Linked DNA regions of Zea mays: region 1 is linked to region 2. Evidence: chromatin contacts called from public Hi-C data. All regions are on one chromosome and are shown on one strand. Each heading gives the region's core, a stretch centred on a gene start, on an enhancer-like site or on the middle of the called end of the contact. The rest is flanking DNA. Distances are from core to core; before and after follow the strand shown. Region 1 holds the start of LOC103626520 (high-affinity nitrate transporter 2.1). Region 2 holds the start of LOC100272354.

The links. Hi-C and Micro-C count contacts between places; a contact is called where the count stands out from the background.
Region 1: a contact with region 2 is called in a Hi-C map of ear, with 2.8 times the contacts expected there. The contact joins the promoter of LOC103626520 here to the promoter of LOC100272354 in region 2. A contact is called at or near these places in 3 of 25 Hi-C or Micro-C datasets (ear, endosperm and leaf).

Annotation. Positions count from the first base shown.
Region 1 is chr5:70,865,814-70,871,564 of Zm-B73-REFERENCE-NAM-5.0, forward strand. It overlaps LOC103626520 (high-affinity nitrate transporter 2.1), which reads left to right and starts at 4,154. Exons shown (of 1, transcript XM_008646941.2): 1 at 4,154-5,751. The coding sequence starts at 4,390. It overlaps LOC100382807 (Retrovirus-related Pol polyprotein LINE-1), which reads left to right. Exons shown (of 3, transcript NM_001175508.1): 3 at 441-798. The coding sequence ends at 703.
Region 2 is chr5:70,485,371-70,490,858 of Zm-B73-REFERENCE-NAM-5.0, forward strand. It overlaps LOC100272354, which reads right to left and starts at 2,266. Exons shown (of 10, transcript NM_001370173.1): 1 at 2,044-2,266; 2 at 667-1,103; 3 at 271-320; 4 at 1-150. The coding sequence starts at 1,102. It overlaps LOC100192477, which reads left to right and starts at 5,018. Exons shown (of 11, transcript NM_001137697.1): 1 at 5,018-5,046; 2 at 5,129-5,266; 3 at 5,350-5,488. The coding sequence starts at 5,386.

The DNA.
Region 1 (5,751 bases), core at 2,904-5,403, 380 kb after region 2:
CAACCCATTCACAATTAAAACCCATCACAACCCACCAAAATAAACCCATTTATTAAACCCACCTAAAATACCCGCTTACACCCACCCCGTTTGCAGGCCTAGATATGATGTGACAGTTCTCATGTTATCGTTGATCAGTCCTTACCAATACAGTCTGTAGAGTTCTCATGTTATCGTTGATCAGTCCTTACCAATACAGTCTGTAGAGTTGTGTGCCATAGTGATTTTTGCTTACGCTTTATGCTGTTGAGAGGAATTCCTGATTTCGTTGGTAAATAATAGGTAGCTGTCCGTGTGGAGCTCGGTTCATCTTTCGAACATGTTTCGTTTTACATATAAATTGGACCACTTTTTTTGTGTGTAACAGGACTTCATGAATCTGAAATCATTTTCAGCGGGTCACAACTCGCTTCATATCTAATGATATGGTTATTTTTCAGGGGGAGACTCTGGCTTACCAACTGATCACAACAATGAGCTTATTGAAGCTGGCAAGGTGGGAGATGAAGAAGGGAATCCACATCCCGACTATGACCATCTGACACCGGCGGAGCGACGCTATATAGAACAGAAGCGGAAGATCGACATGCAAAAGCTGGCCAAAGTTGCCAACAAGTCACACAGGGACCGCATCCAGGACTTCAACCAGTATTTGGCGAACCTCAGCGAGCACTATGACATCCCTAAAGTTGGCCCTGGCTAACATACATAGCCAAACTGTTGTGTAGGCACAAACAATTGTATGCTAGGTGGGCTTCAAGGACATTAAAAATAAATAAATAAATGTATGTTTGGTCTATCCAGCTTTTTGTTAGTATGTTATGTATGATTTTATATTTGTTGTATAATGACATGGTCGATTCATGCCGTCAACTGTCGCGGTATATATATGTGGATTGATTTGAATTGATTTTATATTTGTTAGCATGTTATCTATTTTCCACTTTTCTTTTAAAAAACATAATTTATTACTCTTATGTGGATTGATTTGAATTGAATTACGTCCGCATATGTTCTCTTTTGAAAGTAAACATGACTCAATTTGCCTTCGAAATTAGCTTCCCGCAGGGATATATCAGCGGTGTTTCAAATTGAACTTCTGAGAACAGCGCGCTATCTTTGCGTCATGATAGTATCACTTTTCTAAACAACAATTGACTACGATTTTTTTCTTAATCATGGTTTGTACGGCTATCGTACGGTGGCACCAGCTGATTGCAGAAGGCGACTTTTATCAGATGCATGCATTTATTGGTCTGCTCAAGTCAAAGAGACTCAACATTTATTACGAAATTAATTAAGTAGTTTAATTATATTTTCTGCCAAAGAATATTCGAACCTTTGGATATTTTGAACTGAAGCATAGAATCAATAAACACTGAAGGTATTTTATATAGGCAATCCCATGTGCTTTCTATGTGTCTATAACGATAGCAGTTTTTATAGCTTATCGTATGCGTGCATGATATGCATGGAGAGCTCCCAAGATAACCTATCTTTCTCTCTCTCTCTTTCTCATTGATCCCTCGTCTTGTCTGCAGACTGCAGTTTAGAGGTTTAGGTCCACCCCGAATAGAACATATGACACACATAAATCTTTGATGTATATGACCTAGCTTATTTCACAAAAAAATTATACATATTCTTTTCCGCTATTTCAACTATATACAAAATTTTAACTTCAAATTCGTTATACATACAGAGTAATAAAAACGATAAAATTTTTGACAACTTTAAATTAGAAAATCGGCTAAAAGTTATCTTTTTTATTACATCTAAAGTATAACGAACTTGAACTTGAAGTTTTGTATATGAAGTAGGGTGAAAAAATATGTATATTTTTTTAGAATTTTTTTTTAGTTCATGTGTAACCTATATATATGTGCATGTATCAAATGCTATCTTCGCATGCATGCATGCATGGTGACAAAAAAGTCAGAAAGGGATGGACCCTGATCGTGGGGACCACGCACAACCAACAATCACAAGTTTAGAACTTAACTTCAAAATCATGCGTTAAAAATGTCAACTCTCCTGGCTGCTCGCCAAAGTCCACTTATCATCAGATCAGATCAGGGTGCCCTTGCCGTTGAGGAGTGTCAGTTTAATAAAAGAGAGAGACAGACAGAAAGCCTCAACGAATTAATATACTTTTACCTTAGCGCGCGGTTGTTGAATACCTTCAAACCAAAGGTACGTATATATTTCTTGAGTACTAAACCAATGGCAACCAAGGAATCGCGATTAATTAGTTGATTACCATGGCAGCGGAAACACCAATTTTCTTCAGGGGTGGAAACCTCCAAGGAAATTACTATTACCTCAAAGTTAAGTTAAATTTGGAAACTCAAATTTATTTGGGATCCCCTGCCTGTTTCGAGGGCAATGGGTTCCAAAGAATGTCATTTGAATTAGACACTTAGTTATTTATGAAAAGGTTTTTTCTCCCCGAGTTAATTTGCTTCCAAACTATAATTAACCCTAAGCAAGGTGTTAGTTATTTGTTTTGACGGTTTATATATCCGTGTTAGCTTGGTGGCTAGCTTGTATCCATTTGACTTGACGGCACATGCATGCATGCGTGGAGTGCACCGTGCGGCGGTTTGTGACGCGGTGCCAAACGTGCAATTGACTCATTGAGTAGTCATCAGCAGGCTTGCGATCATTAGACACTAACAAGCATTAATATTTGCTGCATATATATATATACACACACATGCTTCACTGACGACGCTTGCAACTTGATCTTGTTAATTATTATATATCCTAAGCACAACGAACAAACCTTAGATATGCGACCATGCCTTGAGTAGAGCGTGAAAAATAGGGGGTGAAAAAAAGGGACGAGTAATTATAGATGACACTATTTGATATTGTTTAAAGATGAGATAGGGAATGTGCTGAATAGATCAATTTTTAATCAGGGATGGTAGGGACTAGTATTTCCTCTATGATTTTCCATGTAACACCTTTGAATATACAATAATAATAAGAAGCCACCAACCTTTGAATTATTATCTGTTCCAATATATTAGATGAGGGGTGTATCGGAATTTGACTTCCGAGTTGTTCTTGCGTGTCCGTACGCTCGTACGGTAGCTCGTTGGGTTGTTGTACCAGCCATCCTGCTACTGCGCAACGAAATGCATTGGTCATCTCAATTAAGTCCAAAGATTGTAGTCGTAAACATGCAGCCAATAAGAGCAAGGATAATAGTTTAGCCATTGATATGTCTTCTAAAGCTAATTATTACTGTATTGGACCCACCTCGTACTCTCATTCTCTCACCACTTGTTTCGGAATCTGTACTGCTACAACCAGCTCTTAGTCGACTGATAATTAACTACCCGCTTTTTCTCTTCTCTCCCCTCCAACTGCAAAAATCTAATGTGGCAAACCATTTAGCCTGCTTACATCGTCAAAAATCTAATGTGGTAAAGTGTGAAGTGTCCTAAAGTTTTAGTCCTTAATTTCTTTCAATAAACTAAACTAAACTTTAGAAAACTCAAACAAGTCCTCATGTTTGCACATTTTAGGTCTCGTTTGGTTTGAGGGACTAAAGATTAGTCCCTCCATTTTAGTCCCATTTAGTTACTAAATTACCAAACAGTAGGACTAAAACAGGGACTAAATTGTTTTAGTCCCTAGTCCCTTAAGATGGCTAAAAGGGACTAAACCATATTAATTCCACATTTGCCCCTCATTTAGTTCAATTGTACTAATAGCAGGAGAATGTTAAAAGTCATTTTAATCTTCTTATGAGTCATTTAGGCCCTGTTTGGTTCCATTAGTCATAGAACTAAAGTTTAGTTGTAGGGACTAAATAGATTCTAAATACATTAAATGCAACACATAAAGACCAAAATGCCCTTTTTTGTTTGACACCCCTTTTCTAGCAAGGGTATTTGGAGTAAATGTTGCCCTTTGGTCCCTTTTAGCACCCATGTGAGGGACTAGAGACTAAAACCAATTAGTCCCTACTTTAGTCATTCCGTTTAGCAAAATAGAGACTAAACGAGACTAAAAACGAGAGGCTAAAGATTAGTCTCTCTAACCAAACGGGACCTAAAATTACTATCTGTATGTATCTGTTGGATGGAAAAGTCAGAACGTCGTGGGGACCACCACGCTACCACATGGTACGGTAATGTCAGAAAGTCGCTATCTTCTTCGATCTGCATCTCCACTCCAGCCAGCGCTGCTTATCATCAGCATTCACGAAGCCGCCCAACGATAATAAAAAATGTCAGCGCGATCGCGCACTGCCTATAAAACCCCGGCCGTCGCGTCCATGGCGTTTCAGGATCCGAGCACCAGAAAGAAGCTGAGTTAGCTAGGGTCAAGAAAGTAGTCAGCACTCAGCAGGAAAAGAAGCAGAGACTACACATCATGGCGAGTGACGCCGCGCATGGTAGCTCGCTGGACGGGGTGACGCCGTCGAGCAAGTTCGACCTGCCGGTGGACTCGGAGCACAAGGCCAAGACCATCCGCCTGCTCTCCTTCGCGAACCCGCACATGCGTACCTTCCACCTCTCCTGGATGTCCTTCTTCACCTGCGTCGTCTCCACCTTCGCGGCGGCGCCGCTGATCCCCATCATCCGGGAGAACCTGGGCCTGACCAAGGCCGACATCGGCAACGCCGGGGTGGCCTCCGTCTCGGGCGCCATCTTCTCGCGCCTCGCCATGGGCGCCGTCTGCGACCTGCTGGGCCCGCGCTACGGCTGCGCCTTCGTCGTCATGCTGGCGGCGCCCGCGGTGTTCTGCATGGCCGTCATCGACAGCGCCGCGGGCTACGTCGCGTGCCGCTTCCTCATCGGCTTCTCCCTCGCCACCTTCGTCTCCTGCCAGTACTGGACCAGCACCATGTTCAACATCAAGATCATCGGCACCGTCAACGCGCTGGCGTCGGGGTGGGGCGACATGGGCGGCGGCGCCACGCAGCTCATCATGCCCTTCGTCTACGAGGCCATCCTCCGCTGCGGCGCCACGCCGTTCGCCGCGTGGCGCATCGCCTACTTCGTGCCGGGGATCATGCACATCGCCGTGGGCATCCTTGTGCTAACCGCGGGGCAGGACCTCCCCGACGGCAACCTCCGCAGCCTCCGGAAGCAGCAGCAGCAGCAGCAGCAGGGTGACGGCGGCGATGCCAGCTGCTGCCGCAGGGACAGCTTCTCCAGGGTGCTCTGGCACGCCGTCGCCAACTACCGCACCTGGGTCTTCGTCTTCGTGTACGGCTACAGCATGGGCGTGCAGCTCACCACCAACAACATCATCGCCGAGTTCTACTACGACCAGTTCGAGCTCGACATCCGCGTGGCCGGCATCATCGCCGCCTGCTTCGGCATGGCCAACCTCGTGTCGCGGCCCCTGGGCGGCGTGCTCTCCGACCTCGGCGCGCGGTACTGGGGCATGCGCGCGCGCCTCTGGAACATCTGGATCCTCCAGACCGCCGGCGGCGCGTTCTGCTTCTGGCTCGGCCGCGCCAGCGAGCTCCCGGCCTCCGTCACCGCCATGGTGCTCTTCTCCTTCTGCGCGCAGGCCGCCTGCGGCGCCACCTTCGGCGTCATCCCCTTCGTCTCCCGCCGCTCGCTGGGCGTCATCTCCGGGCTCACGGGCGCCGGCGGCAACGTGGGCGCCGGGCTCACGCAGCTGCTCTTCTTCACCACGTCCAGCTACTCCACGAGGAAGGGCATCGAGAACATGGGCATCATGGCCATGGCGTGCACGCTGCCGCTCGTCCTCGTGCACTTC
Region 2 (5,488 bases), core at 1,016-3,515:
TGTCTCAGTAAGTAGATGAAGGTCAGCACTTGGAGTACTCATTTCAGGAAGCAGGTCATGATTATTTACAGAACACAGATGATCATTATCAAAATCAGGATGGCACCCATCTGGCAATCTCTGAAGTTTCTGAAATTGAATTTCCTTAAACTGTAAAGAACAGAAAATGTGGGTTTCAGTAGCCAAAAAATAACAAGTGGGGAGTAATGTAAATCAGGTAAAGAGTACGCAATTAGAGAAGAAGAATCATATTTCTGCTTTCAGGCATACCTTCTTTGTTTTTGTGGAAACAGTTGATTGCTTGGATTTAGCAACTTCATCTACAAAATTAGACACAAATTAGATATGCTAACATATTTGCATGAAACGTGTCGTAAATAGCCAATAGTGGTTATCACATTTCTCTTCCATATGGAATCTAGTGTACATGTTTAGCAAAAAAAAAATGTTGCATATATGTCCAACACACTATGTTTTTGGTAAAAATTCCAGATGCTTATTTCTTGTATGCATTTAATTGTGTAAATTTTCTAATTCCGTGTGTACTATCAGTTTATTCCCATATGAAACTTCAACTGTTTGTAAGAAATAGGCAACCCCTTGATTTTGCTGGTAAACAACAAAAACAATTTGTGGTCTAGTGGATAAGGAGAGGATATCAAGTACCTGTGTGTTTCCCTTTTAGGGGTGTAAATAGTCCCAAGTAGTGACTTGTCTGCATACATCTTCGTTTAATTGGTGAGCCCCTAGCATTCCCAACTGTGGCATACTCACTTGAATGCCCTCCAGCATGGTCTTCGGAGGTAGAAGTTCCGTTGGGATCTCTCGACACCGCAGAAGGTGAAGCACTGATCTTGCCCGTATTTGAAGCTCCACAAGGTGTATCCTCCTCATTTACCACCTTCCGCATCTTCGGGGATGGCTCTGGCACCTCACTCCCCAACCTCATGGGAGGATGTGTCCGCCTCCTCACGCTCGGCACTTTGGTCACGTGGTCTGACCCTGAGTGAGAGCTACTAATGACGCCCTGGCTGTCATTCCTGCTTGCCAGGTTGCCTCCAGCTGCTCCGTCCATCAATGATCCTCCTGAAGTGTTGGACATTCTGCCTTTGTAGTAACAGCATCAAACATGGTACAAATTTTTTGTCAATCACAAGGCAGCAGGAAAGGCACATCCACGCACGTAACATAACAAAAATAGCAGGATCGCCCCTATATCATATAAGATGAAGAGGAAGCCTGAGTGTTTCATTGTTTGATTTACATTTTGACCAAAAACTCAAAAACAGACATGGGAAACAAAATACCTTAATATATCCATGGATGACCACATGTGTGCTTTCGCATCAGCAAAATTTGGAGGGTCACTTGTGGTGTCTAGTAGGGGGCTACCATAGCTGGACATGGCTGCCATCTAAAGTGGTTTTGTGGTGTTTGTGATTGCGGTCGCCCTTTTTACACTCCCTGGTGCATATCAAGCATGTTTCAAAACACCATTGTTTGCCTTCGTCATGTGCGATTGCAGTAGGAACCATCTAAGGGGCAAGGTAGGCTGACTCGGCACTAAAAATTCTCCTCTAAGGCCTTGTTCGGTTATTCTCATCCCATAGGGATTGGAGAGGATTATTAGAAAGTATTAAGAAACATTTTGACTTGTTAGGGATTTAAACCCAACCAATCCCCTTCAATCCACATGGGTTGAGAGTAAAATAAACAGGCCCTAAATGATAGGCACCATTTAAGGTAATTGCGAAAACAATGAACCATTCCCAATCCCAACACACCATTATACAGTAAACAGAATGAATAGTAGTAGGATTGAGGGGGAATAGTGGAGGATTCTAGCCCCCTCAATCCCCTCCATTATCTCCCAAACAAGCCCTAAACCATATGCACTCCCGCGTTCCTCCGAAATTAGGGTCTAAATTTCTCACGATGAGACTAGGCACTCAGCATTCCTCCGAAACTAGGGTCTAAATTCCGCACGATGAAAAGGCGCATGGGATGAAGGGAAGAGGAGCCGGCGTGTGGGTGGCATCGTACCTCCGGTGGCCGGGCGAGGGAGTGTGCGACGGGGAATGTGGCGGAGGTGGCGGCAGTAGGGTTACGCGCGTGACGAGCTCGGGCGCCGGCGAGCTTGGGCAGACGACGCGTAGGCGAGGTGGAGGGACGGTTGGCGGTGGCGTAGCCCTCCTCTGGTCCTCCTCTTCCCACCTGCACTCCGTCGCTCTCACTCGGTGTTGAGTGTTGATGATTCATGATGAGTAATTTGCTCTTTTCTCTCGCTAGCTAGCTTGTAGGGATGTAATCGAACCGATATTATTTTTTATATTTTTCATATTTTTTTCTTCAAATTTGAATGGAATACGTATGTATCGAGTGTGTCGTATAAAATTTAAATTAAATATCTAAATTTAGATATATGAATACAGATAAATCGAATAAATATAGGATACTGAACAACTAGACTAATTGGATCTCACCTCTCTTAAACGGATCAAATTCGAATATAGACGTATAACATCCATATCATTTACATCCCTATTAGATTGTATGAGTGAATAATAATAAAAGCAGTAGTATTATTAATAATAATAATAACAACAATACATGTGTGTGAATACAATATTTGTTTAGTCCTAAATAAAATTATAGTATTTGAGCATATCATGGTGTTTTAGGTCAAAAAATGTTTATAAGCATATTTAAAACTCTGTATTCTATCATAGTATTTTGGGTCTAAAAAAATTTGGCCTATCTTCTCTCCTCCTGGGTTGCAACCAAAAAAATATGTCTCTATATAGGTATTAGTTTAAACTGATATAAAATATAATATAGTTGTGCTGTAATATTCGATAAAATGTGATATTATAAATTACGATAATTTTGTAAAGTAATATTGCCACACAAGCCCTGAAGGGTTGATTCTGCCGCACAAAGATAAGGGAGCAAATTAGGAATTTAGTCTGTTTGGGATTCTACCTAAATTACTACACCTACTTTTCTGATTAAGGTTAGTTCTTCAATACGAGCGACTAAGTTTAGACATATTATGGTGTTTAGGTAGAAAACCAAACAAGCTCTTTGTCAATGACACACCCTATGCCCCCATCACTGCACATAGCGTGAACTTCGAGGTTGGTGACATTATCCTTTGGTACGCGACGGTTTATCACCAGCGCCCTATATACTGGGGTGAGAGGAAACTCCTCTCTTATATTGGTGAAAAGGAAATAGGCTTAATCATTCTCTATAATCAATTTTGGTGGTTGACGTCCATTACAAAACCACATGGACTAATTAGTTTGTCAAGATGTCATTTATCTTAGGTGCATAAGGTTCAACACAAATCAAAAAAGTAAATTCAGTTACGGACTCAAATAAATTTGAAGCAAAGAACTTGAGAGTGTGCTGCAAATGGACGCTCCGCTATAATTCATCGGACTGTCCGGTGTGCACCAGACATGTCCGGTGAACCAACGGAGCAATGGTAACCTGCGCCAACGGTCGTCTACCAAAAGTAAACAATGGTGAACAGTGCGCGGATAACTCAGAGCAGAAAAGTCAGAGCATCCAGTGTAGCACCGGACTGTCCGGTGCAGCTACAGGACAAAGGGTTCTAACGGTCAACTGCTTCAAACACCAGCGAACTTGCGTACAATGTAAAGCTACCTTTGTGTTTGCAAAAAGATGCTACCATGTATTATAGCTTTTGGTGACGGATGTGCCTGGTTGATTTCACACGGTAAAGAATGAGATAACATAAAAAAGGATGCGCACCTTGGTCAGCTCAGATTTATGAGTGAACTTACTCTTAGGGTGTATTTGGTTTGACTTTTGCCTTTGACTTTTGCCCCCCTAAAAGCCAAAAGCCAACTAAAGGACTCGATACAGGAAGCAGCTTTTACTAAAAGCCGACTTTCTCGTTGTGCAAATCTGAAAGCACTCCTAGATCTGCTTTTAGTGGCTTTTCGGATGGAACTATGAAAACATATATCGAAGAATTTTTAACGACTTTTAGTGGTTTCCACCAAACAGTTTTTAGCTTTTTAACAGCTTACAACCTACAACAGCTTTTTCCACAGCTCACAGTTCACAACAATTTTTTTCACAGCCACAGCCCAACCAAACAGACCCTTAATATATCTATATTGCAAGAGCTTTTCAAAAACAAATTACTCCTGGTGTGTGCACCCGCGTGTTATGCGTGTTCATGTATCAAATTGATAAGGCTTTGCTAGGTTATTCTCAATCCATGTGGATTGGAGTGGATTGAGGATCCGTTCGGTTGACACAGAATGGAAGGTCGGAAATGTTCCTACTCAGATTGTTTCTCTAATTTGTATAAGTTTTGATCAACAGGAATGATTCTTGGACATTCCTGCAGAAACGAACGAACCCTGAGTGAGATTGGTATGTATTTTGACTTGTTATATATTTAAACCGACACAGTCTCACCCAATCCATATAGATTAACATCAAACCGAACAATGCGCACCAAGGAGAGATGCACATGACACACATATACAACCTTGTCCATCAATTGTTCATCTAACAGACCCTCCCACCTCCCTTGGCTACCCTACCCCCCCCACACACAAAAAAAACCTAGCGCTCCACCTCACCGATAGAAATTTGTGATTTTGTCATTATCAGTTTTGGTTGTCTGTTATTATGTCATCCCGTATCTATAACTAGTGAGACCATCTGTATCTATAATTTGTAGGGTTGATGTTATATTGGCGAAGCCCACAAATCATAATGACAAAATTGCCAATTTCTCCCTCACCGACAGGTTGAAGCGCACATCGTTCCAATCGTCGCCGCCGGCTACCTCCTCCAGCCGCCGCGCCTCCCTCCTCCACCCGCTGCCGCCTCCCTCCAAAACTTGTCGTCGTATCCCTCCAACACCCGCATCTGGCGCAGACGACCATACACCCGCTCTGATGCTTTAAATCAATGTGTATGGGGTTCCAAGCGTCTGACCTGACAAAGACCGCCCCAAGCAACGATGATTCTTGAAGCGATTGCAGAGATAAAATTGAAGTGATTTTATAGTGATTTTTTGCGGAGACAGCTGATTTCCCATTGGATATAGTGATTTTATGGTGATTTTTTTTTTTTGCAGAGGGCTGATTTCCTTGATGTGCGCTTCAACGAGTTGGAGAGGTGGGACGCCAGTTTTTTTTTTTTTTTTTTTTTGAAAAAAAACAGGGCAACGAAGGGGAGGTGGGAACTGGGAAGACCTGTTTGATAAATTACAGAGGTGAGGAGATGGTCTGTTGAATGAGCAATTGATGGCCAAGATTGTATATGTGCACCATGTGCATCTCTCCTCAATGTGCACAGGATACTTCGCCAACCGAACAAGCCTAAGTGGGGGTGATGATGAGCCACCGGAGGCGTTCTCGCGCTGCCGGCTCGCCGCCTGGCGACGCCAGTACGGGTACGCCCCCTACTCCTGAGAAGTCGGGACGGGTCCGGCCGT